3 separate regions of the Mus musculus genome follow, and regions 1 and 2 are each linked to region 3. The links are chromatin contacts, called in public Hi-C maps. All regions are on one chromosome and are shown on one strand. Each heading gives the region's core, a stretch centred on a gene start, on an enhancer-like site or on the middle of the called end of the contact. The rest is flanking DNA. Distances are from core to core; before and after follow the strand shown. Region 1 overlaps Chrm3 (cholinergic receptor, muscarinic 3, cardiac). Region 2 overlaps Chrm3 (cholinergic receptor, muscarinic 3, cardiac). Region 3 has its middle 76 kb from the start of Gm40665.

Evidence for each region. Hi-C and Micro-C count contacts between places; a contact is called where the count stands out from the background.
Region 1: a contact with region 3 is called in a Hi-C map of bone marrow-derived macrophages, with 22 read pairs. The contact joins two enhancer-like sites. A contact is called at or near these places in 3 of 484 Hi-C or Micro-C datasets (bone marrow-derived macrophages and cerebral cortex).
Region 2: a contact with region 3 is called in a Hi-C map of bone marrow-derived macrophages, with 25 read pairs. The contact joins two enhancer-like sites. A contact is called at or near these places in 1 of 39 promoter capture datasets (the C10 cell line), 7 of 484 Hi-C or Micro-C datasets (bone marrow-derived macrophages, cerebral cortex, embryonic stem cells and 4 more), 3 of 115 datasets of contacts at active chromatin or transcription factors (bone marrow-derived dendritic cells, bone marrow-derived macrophages and heart atrium) and 1 of 9 other capture datasets (liver).

The regions. Positions count from the first base shown.
Region 1 is chr13:10,208,736-10,213,337 of GRCm38.p6, forward strand. All of the region lies in intron 2 of Chrm3 (cholinergic receptor, muscarinic 3, cardiac), which reads right to left. Among named protein-coding and RNA genes, the nearest start is that of Gm26861, 150 kb to the right of the region's middle. Within about 2 kb of position 2,251, at least 12 of the 459 cell types and tissues checked have an H3K27ac peak or open chromatin away from gene starts, as enhancers often do. A contact at or near this core is called in bone marrow-derived macrophages, where this site is marked.
Region 2 is chr13:10,250,855-10,255,595 of GRCm38.p6, forward strand. The region is part of intron 1 of Chrm3 (cholinergic receptor, muscarinic 3, cardiac); the gene reads right to left. Among named protein-coding and RNA genes, the nearest start is that of Gm26861, 110 kb to the right of the region's middle. Within about 2 kb of position 2,412, at least 41 of the 459 cell types and tissues checked have an H3K27ac peak or open chromatin away from gene starts, as enhancers often do. A contact at or near this core is called in bone marrow-derived macrophages, where this site is marked.
Region 3 is chr13:9,870,564-9,874,869 of GRCm38.p6, forward strand. No RefSeq gene overlaps it. Among named protein-coding and RNA genes, the nearest start is that of Gm40665, 76 kb to the left of the region's middle. Within about 2 kb of position 2,713, at least 52 of the 459 cell types and tissues checked have an H3K27ac peak or open chromatin away from gene starts, as enhancers often do. A contact at or near this core is called in bone marrow-derived macrophages, where this site is marked.

The DNA of each region.
Region 1 (4,602 bases), core at 1,001-3,500, 340 kb after region 3:
ATCAATGTGTACTATAGGACATTTTCAAAAAATCAATACAAATATTATAATTGAATATAAATCTTTCTTTGACCACATTAACATCTTCTAACATCATACAATTTGGATATATCCACTCACACTTTAGTTGCATTAAATATTCTCTCTGTCTGCCTGTCTGTCTGTCTGTCTGTCTGTCTCTGTGTGTGTGAGTGAGTGTGTGTGTATGTATGTGTGTGTGTGTGTATATATATGTTTGTATGCTGTATAATATTGTCCATTATTTGGAGATTCCCAACTACTAGTTCACAGAAGTGGACCAATACTTATTTAGGAAAAAAAATCATATCCAGTGTTATAAATGTAGTAAAAATCCTACTTTACTGAGTTTTAGTGGTCAGAGTACTCTCTGCAGGCAAGCTCTCCTCTTGCAGGGAAGGTGCACAGATATCTGGCATTCAGACCTGCCTCCTGGCAGAAGATGAAGGCCTGAAACAGGGTCTGCCCCAGAAGCTGTGTAGCTTTTGTAGTCCACATTTGAGGATGTGGAGAAAGAGGAACACTCCTCCATTGTTGGTGGGATTGCAAGCTTGTACAACCACTCTGGAAATCAGTCTGGCAGATCCTCAGAAAATTGGACATAGTACTAATGGAGGATCCAGCAATACCTCTCCTGGGCATATATCCAGAAGATGTCCCAACTGGTAAGAAGGACACATGCTCCACTATGTTCATAGCAGCCTTATTTATAATAGCCAGAAGCTGGAAAGAACTTAGATGTCCCTCAACAGAGGAATGGATACAGAAAATGTGGTACATTTATACAATGGAGTACTACTCAGCTATTAAAAAGAATGAATTTATGAAATTCCTAGGCAAATGGATGGACCTGGAGGGCATCATCCTGAGTGAGGTAACCCAATCACAAAAGAACTCACATGATATGTACTCACTGATAAGTGGATATTAGCCCAGAAACATAGAATTCCCAAGATATAAGATACAATTTGCAAAACACATGAAACTCAAGAAGAACGAAGACCAAAGTGTGGACACTTTGCCCCTTCTTAGAATTGGGAACAAAACACCCATGGTAGGAGTTACAGAGACAAAGTTTGGAGCTGAGACGAAAGGATGGAGAGACTGCCACACCTGGGTATCCATCCCATAATCAGCCTCCAAACGCTGACACCATTATATACACCAGCAAGATTTTGCTGAAAGGACCCTGATATAGCTGTCTCTTGTGAGACTATGCCGGTGCCTGGCAAACACAGAAGTAGATGCTCACAGTCAGCTATTGGATGGAACACAGGGGCCCCAATGGAGGAGCTAGAGAAAGCACCCAAGGAGCTAAAGGGATCTGCAACCCTATAGGTGGAACAACAATATGAACTAACCAGTACCCCCCCCCCCCCGGAGCTCTTGACTCTAGCTGCATATGTAGCAGAAGATGGCCTAGTTGGCCATCATTGGGAAAAGAGGCCCCTTGGTCTGGCAAACTTTATATGCCTCAGTACAGGGGAACACCAGGGCCATGAAGTGGGAGTGGGTGGGTAAGGAAGTTGAGGGGGGAGGGTTTGGGGGACTTTTGGGATAGCATTGGAAATGTAAATGAAGAAAATACCTAATTTAAAAAAAATTCTACTTGACATTAGACTTCTGGCTTATTTTTCAATGTTTAACTAAAATGGTCATTATTTTGCAAAATTAATTTTAAACTCTGATTTCAATTTGCTTTATCTGCTCTTCATAATGTGGGCAGAGATCCACTTTCTGGCAAGCTTATTCAATTTGTAATTCTTCAGTCCAATTGAGTAAAGTGAGAAATATTAAAGACTGCTAAGAATTTAGCTCATAGCTCAACACACACACACACACACACAGACACACACACACACACACACACACACTCATTCTCCCTCCCCCCCCCCCGCTATTAAATCTTTGCAGAGCTGGCTTCCAGGAAGCTTACCATGGTTTTGATCTATTTCCTGTCTATTACCATGCTCATGCTAAAGAGGAATGCTTTAGCTCAAACAGCAGCTGGATGTCCCAGAATAGTAAATTACTCCAACATTCTTCTTTTCTTCCTCCTCCTCCTCCTCTACTTCTTCTACTTTTACTTTTACTTCTACTTCTACTTCTACTTCTACTTCTACTTCTACTTCTACTTCTACTTCTACTTCTACTTCTACTTCTACTTCTACTTCTTTAAATGCAGGATATCCTCATTTCTCACAACTCTTTGTTTCTACTTTAAATTAGTTTCCTATAAATAGCCTCTTGTCCAATGTCTACTTAGCTCTCCACAGAATTAGTCACCACAAAGAGAGCCCCCACTATGTTGGTTTCATGTCTATTTAAAGTTAGAAACAGTTTTGGGGTGTGTTTTACAAGTGCACTGACTGTAGTCCTATGCAGATGTGTATCTTCTAGTGCACTGGGGGTGTTCTGTTCCATCAGTCTCTGCATTATTCCATAAGACAGACTCTCACTGAACTGGATTGCTGAGACTTGCTTGCAGCCTTAGCAATCCTGTTTCAGAACCTGCAGGCCTGATGTTACAGGCTACAGGCAAGTATGTGACCACAGCTGCCTTCCTAGGTAGCTAGCAGGGATGGGGATTCAAACTTGGGTTCTTGTGATTTCCTCTACTGTGCTATCACCCCTGCCTTTGTAGAAATCTTTTATAAGAAAAACACCCTGATCTGGTACAGGTTCCCTGGTACTCTAATGATGTGCTACCAATTGAATCAATCCAGATAGAAGAAAGGTTGGTCATCGTCCTACAGACATCAGAAACCTCTATTTTTTTTTTTTTGTGGCAAAACCATTACACCCCTCTGAAATTATCTTTATACTTTCCTGAAAGGTCATGAGTGACATTTCACATCTAAAATCAGCTCTTCAAAATTTCAATATTAAGTCTGATATAGTGGCTAAACAGGGCATTGTTGGAATCCAACAAAAATATTTTTGATTTAATAATGAAGTAGTTAGGAGACTTGTGCTTTATGTGGTCAAATTTAACAGAAACTCAAGTCATTACTAATCAAAAATATTAGAATGAGTTTTCAAGTGATTGTTGAAAAATCCTGTGGGAAGCCCTTATGGAATACTTGCTTTAGATATCATCTAATAGGGATGAAACTCTACAATCATGACCCAGTCCAGAGCTTTTGCTATTTATTAGTGCCTTTCTACTAGACTGAGAATATGGAGATAGAGTGCTTAGTTAATAAGACCTTTTCACAGACTATAAAACCCATAGACTTATGGAAAGGATTTTAAAGGGAAAGTGATGGGAAAGAGTCTTGCAGGGGTGGGGGAGGGTTATATTAGTGGTCCAGTAAGCATAAGGAGAAAGAAAGGTAGTGTTGGTAAAGGAACATTGGTAGATGTCTTGGAAATTTCTAGGTACAAAACTAACGAATCCCCTCCTTTTTTCCTTTTATTATTAGATATTTTCTTTATTTACATTTCAAATGTTATCCCCTCTCCTAGTTTCCCCTCCAAAAATCCCCTATCCCCTCCCCCTTCCCCTGCTCCCCCTACACTGTGAATGGCTCTACTCTGGGTTACTTATTACAGCAGGACAAACATACAAAGAGTGCATTATTCCATTTTATCTACTAGATAGTAAAATAAACAAAGGGACTGACTCAGGTGACTCGGAACTCTTTCACAAGGCATTTTTGATCAGAATGTTAAGTGTGATGAGACATAATCAAGGTAGAAGAGAAGGGGAAGGCCTTCTAGGTCAGAGGACATGGATTAGTTTACCATCCATGTTCACTGATTGAAGATTTGAAAATGTTGGATTGTGTGGGGTGCTGGTCAAGGACTCATATTGGGTACATGTGAGGTTTATCTCACTATGTGTATAAAAAAACACTTCTTATCTCTACTGGAAATACGTCTGTATCTTCAAAACAAAGAGGGTTTGGCTATTGAAGATACACACAGAGAGTAAAACTATCAGATGTTTGTGCAGTGGCTTGAAAGAGAATGGCTCCAAAGGATCATATATCTGAATGCTTGGTCCCCAGTTGGTTGAACTATTTGGGAAGGATTAGAAAGTATGACCCTGTTGGAGTTGATGTGTTGCTGAAAGCACACTATGAAGCTTCAAAAGCCCTCCCCCACCCTCTGCCTCATGGTTGTATTTTAAGATGCAATCTCTCAGTTACTTCCTCAGTGACATACCACCCTGCCTGCTACCTTGCTCTCATCATGACAGTCTCTAACCCTGTAGAACTGTAAACCCCAATTTAAATTTTCTACTCTAAGTTGTCTTGGGCATGATGTCTTATCATAGCAATAGAAAAGTAACTAAGTGTGTTGCAATGAATCTGATGTCAATGCTAATAAAATACCAGAAAAGACTGACACTGTACTCTAAGAAGAGTCAAACTATAAAACCAAAGAGCCACGTAGACAAGTAAAGGGGAGAAGAGTTTTAGAAGTTTGAAGAGTCATGGGCAAGCTCAGATAAAATTTTGCTCAACCACTAGTTGGACACAGGAGGCACCAGGCACTGGTTATTGTTTTGCATGTACACATAGTATGTGAATAAGCAGGGTCACATAAATGTTGTTTCATGCATGTGCATACATATGT
Region 2 (4,741 bases), core at 1,162-3,661, 380 kb after region 3:
TCATGCAAACTAACCTGGTGGATAATAGATTAATTTATATAAAAATTTAAAAGAATGTAGCTGCTAACCCCTGGACTCAACTGTTAATATTTATCCATAACACCCAAAACATGATCCTTGGGAGAGGTAACTGATAGGTAAAGCTTTGCTAAAAATAAAGATGCTCACTCTGCAAAGACCTTGCCAAGAAGAGAAGGTAACACACAAACTAGGAAAGAACATTTGTGGAGCACACACCTGTTAGAGGATTGTCATCTGAACTATGCAAAGGACTCTGAAATCCCAACCATGAGAAAAGGGTAAGAAAATAATCAAGTTACAACATAAGACAGACACCTAACAAGACTCTTCAGCCAAGAATATGTGCAAATGGCATGTCAACACAGGAAAACATATTCAAACTCACATGGCCTTAAGGAATAAACTGGGGATGGAGAGATGGCTTATTGATTAAAAGCTCTTGTTTGTCATAGAGAGGACACCTGGTTTGGTTCCCAGGAGCCACACAGTGACTCACAATCATTCACATATCACAATTCCCGGGAATATGACACATTCTCTGACCACTGAAGACATGTTGTGATATACATACATGTAGCCAAAAATACTAACACACAGAAAAATGAAATAAAAAATTGAAAAGGGCTTAAAAATTAAGGAACAGAAGACACACCTAATGGGACAGCCCACCTCTAAAACACTGACATCACGAAATCCCAATAGGACTCTACTGACGGAGAATTGCTAGTGGAACTTAAAATGGCTCAGCTTATATTGAACAGAATTTCACTGTGTTTCACAAAATTAAACATAGCCTAACCATATGATCCAGCGATTGCACTCCTTGGCACTCATCCAAACCAGGGATAACTTAGGTCCCCGTGAAGCAGATCACAGATGTTTATAGCAGTTTTAATCATATCTGCCAAAACTTGGGAGCAACAAGATGTTCTTCAGTAGGTGAATGAGTAAATAAAATGTGGTACCTTTCAGACAATGGAAATTTGCTCCATTCTAAAATTAAATGAGCTATTGAGTCATGAAAAAAAAAGGAAGATACTCCAATGAATATTGGGAAGTGAAAGAAGCCAATCCTAAAAGACTGCTTGTTGTTAAGACTCCATCTGTGTGCATTGTGGAAGAGACAAAACTAAAGGAAGCCAGGGGCAGTAAGGAGGTAAGCATAGCTAGGGTTAAGGAGAAGAGGAAAGAGAAAGGGGTAAAGAAGCAAAGTATAAATGACCGTTGGGCAGTGGGACTACTCTCTATGACACTGTGATGTTGGGTAATTGACTCTGAACCTTTGTAAAAACCCTTAGGACTACAAGTTTAATGCGAGTAAAGCCCAGGCTGAAGTGATAGCTCAGATGGTAAGGTGCTTGTCTTCAAATATATAAATCTGACCTTGGACTCCCAAAACTCACATAATAAGCCCTGTGCCATCAATTCCTGTACCCAAGGTTCAAGGAACATCATGAAAGAGGGGTTCAAAAAATTATGAGTCAACTGTGCCTCCTAGGAATGATGGGGAAGCTTCAACTCTGCTACTCCACGGCTGCCTAAATAAGAGTGGCAAGGATACCACCAATAGACATGGAAGGGGAAATCTTAGGATGCCCCAAACCTAGACATAGAACTACAGATGACTAAGGAATGCTGAGGGTGGGAGAAACAGTCTCATCTAGGGATGAGTCCCCTAATTGATTATATAATATCAAATGGTCAGTTCAAAACTCATACAAGTAAGACAAAATTCACTGAACAGGTTATATTTACATGTTTAGGCATATATTACATATGTATGTATGTATGTATGTATGTATCAATAATAATAAATGGGGAAACAAGCCAGGTGCTCTGATGAGCATTTGAAATCCCAGAGGTGGGAGGTAGAGGCAGGCAGAACCCTGAGGTTGGTCAGCCAGCCTGTCTAGACGACTTGGTGAGCTCCAGAGTAGTGTCAAACAAGCATTTTGTCAAACAAGATGGATAGCAACTGAATAATGACATTTAAAATTGTACTATGGATTTCATGTGCATATGCATAGATGTACACACACACACACACACACACACACACACACACACACACACACATACACAGAACCCTAATGTAAGCTATGGATTTTTAATAGCAATGATGTGTTGACAAAGGTTTGTCGGTTATAACAAGCACTGTACTTGGTTTGGGATGGGGCTGGTGGGCATGCTTGTGGTTGGTTGCCTTGGGATAGGTACCATATGAGAACTGTCTGTGCTTGCCATTCAGTCTTCCTAAAACTGCCTTCCACAGTAAGACTAAATACTTTTTAATAAGTTATGTCATAGTGAACTGTCACTCAGGGTGTGGTTTTAACTGTCATTTTCATTCACAAAACTCAACTCTTATTGAAAGAGGAAGTAGCATGATAGCTCTTCAACAATTGCTGGAACCCTGAAACCAGGAAGTCTGTCCACAATGACTCTCCAGTGCCTTGAACAGTGTCTGTCACTGCTGTCAGTGTTGTAACCAATGACTAATTAGATTCATTCATATCATAAATCATTAGAAAGAATTTTATAATTTATTAAAAGTCACACAGAAATTTGTATACACACATTTATAATTTTATATGCACACACACACATATGCTGGAGAGATGGATCAGCAATTTGAAGCACATATTGCTATTATAGAGGACCTGAGTTCAGATTCCAGCACCAACATCCAGCAGCTTACAACCACCAGTAACTCTTAGCTCCAGGGGCTTCAATATCCAATGTTTCCTGCCTCCCATGGTACCTAAACTTATAAGGCACATATTTCCCCATCACCATACACACACACACACACACACACACACCACACGCGCGCGCGCACTCGCATACACGCACACACACATATATATGTATATATAAATAACAACAAATCGTTAAAAAGTCACATTTATGTAGAGACTGCCATATCCAGGGATCCACCCCATAATCAGCATCCAAACGCTGACACCATTGCATACACTAGCAAGATTTTATTGAAAGGACCCAGATGTAGCTGTCTCTTGTGAGACTATGCTGGGGCCTAGCAAACACAGAAGTGGATACTCACAGTCAGCTAATGGATGGATCACAGGGCTCCCAATGGAGGAGCTAGAGAAAGTAGCCAAGGAGCTAAAGGAATCTGCAACCCTATAGGTGGAACAACATTATGAACTAACCAGTACCCCGGAGCTCTTGACTCTAGCTGCATATGTTTCAAAAGATGGCCTAGTCGGCCATCACTGGAAAGAGAGGCCCATTGGACTTGCAAACTTTATATGCCCCAGTACAGGGGAACGCCAGGGCCAAAAAGGGAGAGTGGGTGGGTAGGGGAGTGGGGGTGGGTGGGTATGGGGGACTTTTGGTATAGCATTGGAAATGTAAATGAGCTAAATACCTAATAAAAATGGAAAAAAAGTCACATTTATATATAACTCAAAAATTATAATCGTTAGAAATCTTAGAAAGCATATGAAAAACAGAAAATGACAGGATTAACAATAAATGGTATTATTTGGGAAATAATATAATAACAAAGCTACAAATGACGCTACAGAGTAAAGAGCTATAGGGCATAGGATCATGTTATGATGGCAATTTTCTTACAGTACCATCATTGTTATCAAGTACATTTATATTATATACATTGAAAAATGTAAAAATATATCATTTGAAAATACATTGATATTGGATTAACTTCATAAATCTGGATTTTGTTGTCAAAGACAAAGTTTCAGAAATATAACTCAAAATGTTACATCCCTCCAATACCAAAAGATACATCAATGACATGAGTATGAGTGTGGGACACAGAGACATCTCCCAATGTCCTATGGAGGTCTACCTAAAGCAAAGAAAGGTCAGACCTAACTGTGGAGGTGAAGCTGGAAACAGATTCTGTAAGGACCCCTGATCTGCTTTCCCTGGGGCATCTGTCAGCTCACTCACGAAGGAACCTTAGTTATAACAGCTTCTTGGACTCAGATCTGTGTGATAGGGATTTGGAGTGGAAGTTAGTACATGAAGCTACAGCACTTGAAGAAAGACTGGACACTGAAAACAGAATGACCATCAGCAGAAAGACAGGGAGGGGGACAGGAAGGAAGAAGGACATTGGGATCTGGGTGGTGGGACTAATAACTGCCTTTCACATGATGTAATCAAGTTTGAGTTCTGCAGTTCTTGCTAAATAATGATGGCATTGGTGTGCACAGGACAGAGATGACAGCCTGAGCAATGAGCTTCAGCTCATCTCTGCTTCACAGACTCTCTTTCATTGCAGCTGTTTCCCAAAGTCTCTAGACATCGGTGCAGTTAGACTACTGGTGATTTAAAGGTATGGGCTGTCTCTAGAGCTCAAGGAGTTCCCTTCGTTTAGTGAAGTCCCAGATGCAAGCCCTGAATCCTACAAGCAACTAGCAAATATAGGGTTGTGCAACCCCAGGTAGCAGATCTGTGTTGCTCTCGACTGTGGTCAGAGAAGTTTCTTTTTGTAGAGGGCAGTAGTGAATGCAAAGACCCCCAATTGTTCAAAGTGCTGAGAATGGGTGACTGTGAGCATGCAGCCATAGATGGAACATCGATATCAACTGCACATCCTCCAGGCTCTAGCAACATCATGGAAGAAGGGGAAGAAAGAATGTAAAACCCATTGAATGGAGAGGTGCTCTGAGAAGTACTACCTTCTGGGCAAACACAGCTGTTGCTCAAGTGAGCTCACAGCAGC
Region 3 (4,306 bases), core at 1,463-3,962:
CTTTAAATGACAGTGAGCCATACTCAGCCCTGGTATCGTTTACGTCCTTATTTCATTGTGTAACTTGGGACCATCCTCACTGTCGTCTTCTAGCAAGTGTGACTTGTCTCCAGCCTAACGGCTGAAACTGTTTTGATGCTGATTTGAAGAAATGGTGGCCGTGAGGGAACAAGAAAGGTAAGATTCGTCTGGCATGATGACACCTGCCTGCGATCTTGGCACATGGGAGGATCAGGAGTAAGAGTATGTTCAGCTACATAGTGAGTTTGAGGCCAACCTGGGCTGCACCAGACTCTGTCTTAAAACAAAACAATGCTACAGGTAAAATTCTGCACCTTTGGCATAGATGGGGATATAAACACAATACATGCCTTTCGCTCACAAAGATACTTTCTTTTTTGTGTAGTAGCTTCTCTACCCATCCACATGCATTAGAAGAATGAGGTTATGTCTGCTGACATAACCCCTAAGTTATGTCAGCAGAAATCAGTATGAGATCTGCTTCCCCATGTGGTTCTCCCTCCTGTCTGCACAAAATCTTTTAGATCTCTCTGACATGGGAAAAGAAACTAGGAGACTGGAGCAACAACTCAGTCGGCATCGTATGCAAGCATGAGGCCCTGAGGTTGGATCCCAGGTACCCGTATAAAAAGTCAGATGGGAGTGTGTATCTGTGACCAAGGTGATACGTAGCGGATATAAAAAGGTCCCTGGGGCTGGTTGGCCAGGTAGTCAGCTGAATCAATGAGCTTCAGGTCTGTGTGAGACATGTCTCCACTAATAAGGTAAACAACAAAGGAAATACCTGACATCAACTTCTGATTTCTAAATGTGCACACATACAGGCATGAACACACATATACACAAAGAAAGAAAGAAAGGAAAAAAAAAAGAAATTAGGACCTTGCTTAAACTGTGTTCTCTACTAAGTTCCAAGCGTGAACCCTCCATAGGAGGAGCCTCTATGTGCATAGGAGGCTAAAGTTGCTTTTGGACTGGAGGAGAAACAGGTCTAACTGCTTGTAGGAAAGGATACAAGACTCTCAAGCAGTAAGTTCCCAGCCAAGACCAATGACATCTAAGGACGTGTTAAGTGAACCCAATGACCTGCCACGGGCACAGTGAGAAAGCCCATGTTTATATGGTCCCCAGGCCCTCTCCACTCAGGTGGTATTGGTTTGGAGGTATGACGGGGTCATGGAGAGCAGCTGAGACTTGGCACTGGGAGAGGCCATTGGTGCAGCTGCAGTCAGAGGAGCAGTGGGATCCCCAGGACAGAAGGTATCATAGAGAAAAGTTGAAGTTTTGCACCAGGAAAAGAGCCCAGGAGAGGCTATTGGTGAAACTACAGCCTGGGTACACATTGGTTTGCACGTGTGTGCACTTGCTATAGCATGTGTGTAGAAATCAGAGGGCAACCAATGGGAATCAGTCCTCTCTTTCCACCATACAGGTTCTGGGGATCTAACTCAAGTCATCAGGCTTGGTAGCATGTGACTCTACCTATTGAGCAATTTATTTATCCACAGCCCTACTTATTTTTATGCATGTATGTGTAGGTGCATGTACACGTGTGTGTGTGTGTGTGTGTGTGTGTGTGTGTGTGTGTGTGTGTATGTATGTATGAGGCTGGAGTACAACCTCACTTATCATCCTCAGGAAGTCTGTCTACCTTGTTTGAGACAGTGTCTCTCATTGGCTTAGAGTCCCCCAAATTGGCGAGACTGAGGCTAGCAAGCCCGGGAGAATGCTTCTGCCTCGGCTCACACCACGCCTGCCTTTGGGCTGGGTCTCTCTTCCAAGGCAAGCACTGCTACTAAGGCAAGCAGTCCTCAGTCCTTAGAAGCTGACCATTTAGAGGCAGGAAAACAACAGTATGTGTGACTTAAGTTCTTAGAGAGGCAGTAAAGTTGCCCTTGAGCCTAGGATAAGCTGGAACTGTTACCAGATAGATCTGCCTCACCCTGCATTGAATAAAAATACAGACTTCTCTCTCAGGAGAAGTATTAGAAAATGCTCAGTTTAGGTTGAGAAGAAGGTGATCTCGATTTTTAAAAAGATAAGTCTTTTGGTGGCTATAGTCCTGTGAGGAATTCCACCACAAAACCAGAAGCAGCTCCTGCTACCTGGGGACTCTGTGAGGCCCGCTGAGGTAAGGAGGGTGAGCAATTTATGGTGCAAGGGACCTTTGAGACTGAGATCGCTGGTCTTCGGACAAGCCTGGGCAGCTCTCTACATTCTGGCCATGGGCATGGCTCAGTGGCTAAAGATGCTGCCCACCAAGTCTAATGACCTGAGTGATCCCTGGAACCGACATGGTGGGAAGAGAGAATGGACTCCTCTGAAGTGCCCTCTGATCTCCACATGCCTGCTGTGGCATGTTTGCACACATATACCAAATAAGTGCAAAACAAAAAGAGTTCTTCACATTCCTTTGAGGTATCAAAACACATACCTTTCTGGGTATTTAAAGCTTGGAACGTCCAGTGGTCTGCTGGGTATGTTCATTGCCGTAATTGATCACTTTGCTCTTCAACGTGACTTGTTTGACACCAGGAAGTGGGCTAGAAGTGTTAGTTTGAACATTGGGAGGGAATCCAGAGAGTTTGCATGATCTGACAGGTGTGTCTGAGGACATGTGACCAGACCTGACAGAAAGAGACACAGGACTCAGCTCCAAGAACAAACCATCTAACTTCCTGTGGGTATGTATGCCCTTCTCTCTCTCTCTCTCTCTCTTTTTTTCTTTCATTTTTGTACATCTTGAGACAGAATCTGATGTATGCTAGGCTGGCCTTTGAATTCTGCATGTAGCAAAAGATGACCCTGAATCTCTGTTCCTCCTGCTTCAACCTCCTAGTGCTGGGATTGCAGGCACGTACACTGTACCTGATTTACACAACGTTGGGCATTGAACCCAGGGCTTTGTGCATGCCAAACAAGTTACCACTTGAGCTCAGTGTCCCCATCTCTGACTCATCTCCACTTGGGGAAGTCAGACATCCCTGTTTCACCCTGGGTTCCTCTTTCATATCACCCTAGGGTACACCAGCCTTTGCTTCTAGATTGGAAATCCTTTTTCTCTCCCCAGGGCAGGGATGACCAGTCGCCTTTTCAGCTGATCTCATGTTAAGTTCCCCTTTCACCAGCTGCATGTAAGCTCTGCCCACTGCAGTATGGGAAGATTAGCAAAGGGAGTTGACAAGTCTTCTAGGTCATTCATTAATCTTTCACATGTTCAATGCTTAATTCTTTGTTTTCTTTCTCTAAGAGTCTAGAAGTAATACATATTAAAAGGTGACTAAAAATGGGAGCTGGGCTAGGCTTAGGGTCAAAAGGGGCTCAGAGCAATAGAGAATTAGAACAGCAAGACCATAGGGTAAAGGGTAGGTAAGAAAGACTAAAGCAAGGGAAATAGGCAAGGCCTGGAGGACAGTGTATGTGTTTGTGTGTGTGCATGTGTGTGTGTATGTGTGTGCATGTGTGTGTGTGTGCATGTGCATGTGTGTGTGTGCATGTGTGTGTGTGTGTGCATGTGTGTGTGTATGTGTGTGTGTGTATGTGTATGTAAGTGAGCATGAGACACAGAAAGATGTGGAAAGATTAGAGAAAAAGAGGAAGACACAGAGAGGCAGAAAACTGCAGAGACAGAGGCACAAAGAGGGAGATAGAGGAAGAGAGAAGAGAGAGACGGACAGAGAGACAAACAGAGAGACAGACAGAGAGAGGAGAAGGAAAGGGAGGGAGAGGGGGGAGGAGAGAGAAGGAGAGAAAGAGGAGGAGGAGAGGGAGGGAAGGGAACGAGAGGCTCTCTCAATGTCTCCATATGTGGTATACTTTAGCTTCAATTATTTTCCTCTCCCAATTAAAGTGGATAACCCTGAAATCTCTGAATGTCTCATTCTTACGGGATGGAGTAGTTCTACTCTAAGGCAGGGGATAAATTACGATCTTCAGTGCATGCCGAATGCCTGCTCTAGGACAAGCCATTTTGAGAAATGCCCATGTAATGCATGCAGTCACAAATGCTCAACTGCATCTTCAACTAAACCTCTAAGCTTTTCATTTCCAAAGAATCTATTTTGTTTATTTTTCTTTTCTGAAATGACCCAACAGTTGGACATACCTTTCCATAAACAGTCAAGAGACATTAGAAGCAGCTTTTGCTTGTAAGAGGCTTATTCATCATAATGAACCTGGTAGCTAGCAAAAAAGGAGAGTTAGAATCTTAGGGGTTTTGTGGTTTTTAAACTATTGGCATCTTGGACAAGAGGCTGGAGATAATACTGTTTAAGTAGACTCTCAG